2 separate regions of the Sus scrofa genome follow, and region 1 is linked to region 2. Evidence: chromatin contacts called from public HiChIP or PLAC-seq data. All regions are on one chromosome and are shown on one strand. The core of a region is the stretch at or near the end of the contact, and the rest is flanking DNA. Distances in the headings are between cores, read along the strand shown. Region 1 overlaps SLC4A7 (sodium bicarbonate cotransporter 3). Region 2 overlaps NEK10 (serine/threonine-protein kinase Nek10).

Region 1 (3,126 bases), core at 399-2,898, 150 kb before region 2:
TTTTTTAGCCTTTCACTGGTTTTGAGTCATCTTAGAGGAAGTGAGAGAGGAGTTCACTTCTGTTGAAAGCTTGACTTTAAATATATCTGAATTCACTGAATTAAGCCATATTTTGTTTTTGGTTCTTGTGTATTTAAGCCAGTTTCAGTTGTATTTTAATTTCTTACCAGATTATTTTTAAAAGTTCTTGGGTTAATTTTACTAGATAATGGTAGCCCAAGATGAGACCTTCAAGAACAAAAAATAATCAACATTCAGAAACATTGTCACTAAAAATTTACTCAATGCAAATGTAAATTGAACTTCCTAATTCTTACCTGTAGCATTTAAATGTGCAGTATTATTAAGAAAAATAGAGATGCATTTTGCTAAGTACACTTGCCATTTTTTGTCATTATGTTTTTGTTTCTGGTAAGTTTTTGGTAAGACAGTTTTTACTCTGTTAACTATATTTTATCTGTGAATTAGATTCTTCAGCTCTTTAATTTTCATGGTATTATAGATGTGTAAACATATGTTTGAAAACAAAATTCCAGAGTGCTGCGGGTATTTGAAACAATGTTAAAAATGTGACTATAATTGTGCTTCACTATAACACATTGATCATTTAGTGGTGCATATAAAATGCCCATGTGAAAAGTACAGCTCTACTGTATCCTGAATATCCTAATTTATAAATGGAATATTTATTAATATATTTAGTATTTAAGTTTTTTTGAATGAAATCAAATATCAGGTTTTTAAAACCAACTTCCAGGAAAGTTTTTTCAAACTCTTAATTTCTTTGCCTGCAACAGCTATTTAGTTATTCTCTTTATTGTAAGCAACAGTAGGAGGAAAAGTCCCTGTGTCTGATAGCCACCAGATGGCGCTTTTACCCTGCATGGATGAAGGCCAGTTACCCTCCGTTGACGGTTAGTAGTGAGTTGATGAAGGAGTAGTGAGACCCTAATTGGTTTGAGCAGTGTGAACGCAGCAATGATACTTAGCGATGGGGAGAGGTATGAACTGGCATTGCTACTCTCAGAAGAATGTTTTAAAATTAGATTTCCTTATGTTTTACAGAAACTTTTCCTTCTTCTTGGCTATTTGCTTCAAATTTATCTGTGGAAACCAAAGTAAAATAATATCTCCATATATGTATTATAATATTAGTACTGTTATTGTGTTACAGTTTTTGCTTTTTATGGTGGTTACTAGGCTGTTACCAAATTTCTAATAGTTTTAAGCATTGAAAGTAATTAGGTGAATGTTTTTGTAATTGTGAGTACTTTTTATTTTACTTATAATTCCCTGAACAAGGCATATGAGCAAATGAAATTACATGTTGTGTAACTAGGGGAAGGTATGTGGCCTAGTGGAAAGAGCTTACTTAGGCTGTGAAGTCAGACAGCCCTGGTTTGGGAAGTGATCAGCTTACAGGGTTTCTCACAGTGAGAATTAAAAATAATGTTTGTAAGTGGCCTCCTGAAAAGTGCATGTCCCTGAAAGCAAACGACATAATTTTAAGTTCCAGCTTCTCCCAGTACAAGCTGTGGGAACTTGGGAAAACGACTTATTTCTCTCATATATTTAGGATAGTAGTATCTTCTCCTAGAACTGTTTAGGATTGTAAATGAAAGAATGTGTGTCAAGCGTATTTTTAGTAAGTGATCCCTGTTATTGGCATCCGCCGATGGCATAAAAGCTGGTAATAACCATAGTGTATGTGCCTAAGAAGTAGAAATGACTTCCTTGCCCATCCGTTATTAAAGGATATTGTTTTCTCACACTTCTGTTTCTTTTTTTTTCTTCCTTGCTTTCTTTTTGGCACACCTGTAGCCAGCAGAAGTTCCCGAGCCAGGCATAGAACTTCTGCCACAGCAGTGGCAATGCTGGATCCTTAACCTGCCGAGCCACCGGGGAACTCCTCCACACTTTTATTTCTAAAGAATTTAGGAATATATGACGAAAGTAAAACTTTTCAAGATGTTAATTTATGTTTTATTTGTATTAAGAATGCACCTCCCCTTTTTGGTCAAATGAAGAGAAACTTTTATGGGTTCTTTGTGTTATGTCAGTAGCACTAGCTGCATTACTAGCAGTTACTCTCAGTATTCTGTTCCTTTGCTAAAACACTAGCTTTGTATCCGCAAAGGGAATTTAAATGGCTACCAAATGTGCTTACTTGATCATTTTCATTCCTGTATGATTCTCTCTCTCTCTCTCTTTTTTTCTTTGTCTTTTTAGGGCTGCACCCTCGGCACATGGAGGATCCCAGGGTAGGGTTCGAACCAGAGCTGTAGCTGTTGGCCTACACCATAGCCGTAGCAAAGCCAGATTGTTAATCTACTGAGCGAGGCCAGGGATCAAACCCGTATCCTCATGGATGCTAGTCAGGTTCATTAACCACTGAACCACGATGGGAACTCCTGTACAATTCTGTAGCTAGCTTAAATTTCCAGATTATTTTCCTCTTTGGTGGATTCTAAGCTTAATACATCTTTTTCCTGCATTTAACATTAAAAAAAAAATCAGTTTATGTGATTACATTATTTTTCTGACTTAGATGCTGAAAAATGTTAGGTTTTTTTTTTTTTTTTTTTTTTTTTTTTTTTTTTTTTTTCACTGTGCCTACAGACTCATTTTTAGAAAATTGAAGGGGAATATGTTGAAAATTTTGAACCATCTTCTGACCTTGTGAAATGTGCTTTCAAAGATGTTATTTGCCTTGTTACGAAAATTGTATTTATTAAAATATAAATTAGTCATAGTTTTGGAGTTCCCTTGTGGCTTAGCAGGTTAAGAATCCAGGGTTGTCTTTGCAGGTTCAGTCCCTGGTGTGGGAACATTCACATGCTGCAGGCGTGGACAAAAAAAAATTAGTCATAGTTTTGAAGAATTGAGTACAATGGTAATTTTTCACCATTAGTGACTTCCTTATGGTTATCTTTGATATTAAATGCTATGTATTGAATTAATAGATTTTTAGAGAAGCATGATCTTTTTTGAAACAGATTGACCAACCTGTATATCCTCCTATACTTTGTGTTTACATTATGTTTGTATAAACATACACTCACAATGTTTTATCCTTTGTAAAACATAAAAAATATGATCATACTAAGCATATAACTAAAACTTGCT
Region 2 (3,254 bases), core at 271-2,770:
CACAGGCCCCTTTCTTTTTTTTTTTTTTTTTTTTTTTTTTTTGTCTTTTTGCTATTTCTTGGGCCACTCCCGCGGCATATGGAGGTTCCCAGGCTAGGGGTTGAATCGGAGCTGCAGCCACCGGCCTACGCCAGAGCCACAGCAACGCGGGATCCAAGCCGCGTCTGCAACCTACACCACAGCTCACGGCAACGCCAGATCGTTAACCCACTGAGCAAGGGCAGGGACCGAACCCGCAACCTCATGGTTCCTAGTCGGATTCGTTAACCACTGCGCCACGACGGGAACTCCACAGGCCCCTTTCTATACTTTATAACAGCACTTCTCAAACTCTGGTCCCCAGGTGAGGTCAGTATCCTGTGAAAAGAAGGGCGCTGCAGTCAGTGACATTTAGGAAAGCTGCCCACTGGTTCTCCTGCTGGGGACCTAAGGGCATAGCAGTACATTAAAGCTCTGAGGAGTTTCAGTCTATGATAAAATCATGTGTTACACTCAGTTTAACCTATTGTTTGATCCTGAAATTTTTTTTTTTTTTGAAATAGAATGCCTAGTACCACCCATTGCATGGAATAAAATGAATATTTCCAGGACATAGTTTGGGAAACAGGGACTTAGTTTCATATCATCCACATTGCTTATTGGATAGGTAATGTCAAGGGAAACATTAAAAATTGACTCTGACCAATCACTGACCCATTATTCTTTCTCTGGTGTCTTCACCCTTCCAAGCTTCCGATTTAAATCTCCTTCATGTCAGTGATGGCAGATTTCAGTTTTGTGCCCTTGTCTCATTCGTGACCTGGATTTGCCAGCACCTGATGCCCTCTCTGTTCCCTTTCTCCCCGTGGGTCTGCAGGGGTAGGTGCTCACACCACTTCTAAGACGGCCGGCTTCCCCACACCTCTTCCCACCTGCCCCCAAACCAGCTTCCCACTCCAGGTCACCCCAAGACCAGAGGAAAGTCCTCACGGCTGATTTGGATCAGCCCTTGTTCACATGCTATCCTCAGGCCTGCCTGGCCAAGTTCAAAGTCAGGCTCATGTCCAAGTCCTCCCACGGTTGGCTCACACTCTGTTTTTCTAACATAACTCCCAACACTTCCCCTCATGGAGTCAGGGAAGTGCTTTTCACAGTTGTGGAACATCTTGATGTTCTTTTTACGCAAGTTCTGTGTTCCTTGGAGCCTGCTGTTGTCTTTGCTTGGAATCCCCTTTGTTTCCCCCTCTTCCTCCGTGTTTTCTCAGCAGATCTATCCATCCTTCTGAGCCCGTGCAGAGGCTACCGTCCTTAGGAAGTTTTCCTTAGCCCTCTCAGAAGATGATTGCATGTCCGTCCTCTTGGGTGTCATAGCACCTCATGTATAATTTTCTTATAATGCTGACCAAATTCTGCTTCTTTTTTTTTTTTTTTTTTTTTCTGGCTGCCTTGTGGCATATGGAGTTCCTGGGCCAGGGATCAGACTGAGCCACAGTTGCGACCTATGCCACAACTGCCACAATGCCAGATCCTTAACCCACTGTGCCAGGCTTTGGATCATACTTGCGTCATCCCAGCACTCCAGAGACGCTGTTGGGCTACAGCAGGAACTCCCTAAATTCCCTAAATTCTGTCCTCAATTCCACTTATTTGTATGTCTACATATGCTTGCTCATAGCTCAGTGAAGTCAACCTCTGACTTATACGTATGTGTGTCCCCTTCAGAGCCTAACCCGGGGATTTTACTAAACAGGAATGGGGAAAAAAATTGTTGAAAAGATATAAGTGATTGTAAAATGTTGTTTTTATTTTTGTATGTATAAACTGTCCTGCTGCAATTAGCATAATGTATACAGTATTCATAGGTTCTTTAATTAATAGTTCTTCTAAAGTGAAATTGCAATAATGGGAATTCAAATTAGTAGGTAGTCACAGAACTATTTTTTTTTTTTGTCTTTTGTCTTTTTTTTGTTGTTGTTGTTGTTGTTGTTGTTGTTATTGTTGCTATTTCTTGGGCCGCTCCCGTGGCATATGGAGGTTCCCAGGCTAGGGGTTGAATCGGAGCTGCAGCCACCGGCCTACGCCAGAGCCACAGCAACGCGGGATCCGAGCCGCGTCTGCAACCTACACCACAGCTCACGGCAACGCCAGATCGTTAACCCACTGAGCAAGGGCAGGGACCGAACCCGCAACCTCATGGTTCCTAGTCGGATTCGTTAACCACTGTGCCACGACAGGAACTCCTCAGAACTATTTTTAATTGAGTTATAAATGTACCTTCATTCTTAGTATAAAAAAGGGTTATGTTGTTTCCAAATCCCCTTTGCACAGAATAAGGAGACTTTGACCCAGGAAGCCTTGAGCCCCCGACCGAGCCTCTCCCTAGCTGCCCCCTTGGCCTTAGGGGCTGCATCCTCAACCTCCTGCACGTCCCAGAATTGCAATGATGGCCAATGTCTGTACTTCCAATAACATTCTCGAGTGCCTGTCCAGTAAGGAGAGAGGTGTCAGCACAGCTTTAAACAGGTCAAGGCCACTTGAAACATGTTTACCCTGAGATCAGTGTCAGTGTGAGTAACCTGAGAGTGTTTCCTGTACGTAGTAGAGTTCCAAACTAGCTCCTTCCACAACTCCACACTCCCAGCCCTCTCTCTTTTGTTAATTATTATTATTATTTATTTTTTTTAATCTTTGGCTGTGCCTGTGGCATGCAGAAATTCCCAGGCCAGGCACCAAACCTGTGCCACAGCAGTGGTCTGAGCTGCTGTAGTGACAATGCCAGATCCTTAACCCACTAGGCTACCAGGGAACTCCTTTCTTTCTTTTCTTTTTTCTTTTTTTGATGTCTCTCTTTTTTTAAAAGTTTTATTGAAGTATAGTTGATTTACAAGGTTGCGATAATTTCGAACTCCTCTTTCTTAATTAGCACTTTGGGGCAGTTTCAGAAATTTCATGCAATGCCTTCTTGTTGGGAATTGATTTTAAAGACCTATATCAGAGGGCATTTTCCAGTGATTATCCTTACACTTGTTTAGGGTGTGGGTTTAATAAAGACCATTAGCCAAATCATTTCAAGGAGAAACCCTGTGGTCTAGTCTAGAGCAATGCTTCTCGAGTTTTATTGGGTGTGCAGATTACCTGGGGATCATGTTGAAATTCAGTGTGTCATTCAGCAGATCTGGGGCAAGTTGGAGATTCTGTGTTTGTAATCAGCTCAAGATGATTCTGTTGTTGCTGGTCCATGGCCCGCAGTAAGCTGAGGCCTCGAGTAAAATCCT

Evidence for each region. HiChIP or PLAC-seq counts read pairs in DNA pulled down with a chosen protein or histone mark.
Region 1: a contact with region 2 is called in an H3K27ac HiChIP or PLAC-seq map of skeletal muscle. The contact joins two enhancer-like sites. A contact is called at or near these places in 19 of 47 Hi-C or Micro-C datasets (brain, embryonic fibroblasts, fetal heart ventricle and 10 more) and 1 of 2 datasets of contacts at active chromatin or transcription factors (skeletal muscle).

The regions. Positions count from the first base shown.
Region 1 is chr13:14,021,918-14,025,043 of Sscrofa11.1, reverse strand. The region is part of intron 1 of SLC4A7 (sodium bicarbonate cotransporter 3); the gene reads left to right. Among named protein-coding and RNA genes, the nearest start is that of SLC4A7, 20 kb to the left of the region's middle. Within about 2 kb of position 1,648, at least 6 of the 83 cell types and tissues checked have an H3K27ac peak or open chromatin away from gene starts, as enhancers often do. A contact at or near this core is called in skeletal muscle, where this site is marked.
Region 2 is chr13:13,871,312-13,874,565 of Sscrofa11.1, reverse strand. All of the region lies in intron 6 of NEK10 (serine/threonine-protein kinase Nek10), which reads left to right. Among named protein-coding and RNA genes, the nearest start is that of NEK10, 59 kb to the left of the region's middle. Within about 2 kb of position 1,520, at least 11 of the 83 cell types and tissues checked have an H3K27ac peak or open chromatin away from gene starts, as enhancers often do. A contact at or near this core is called in skeletal muscle, where this site is marked.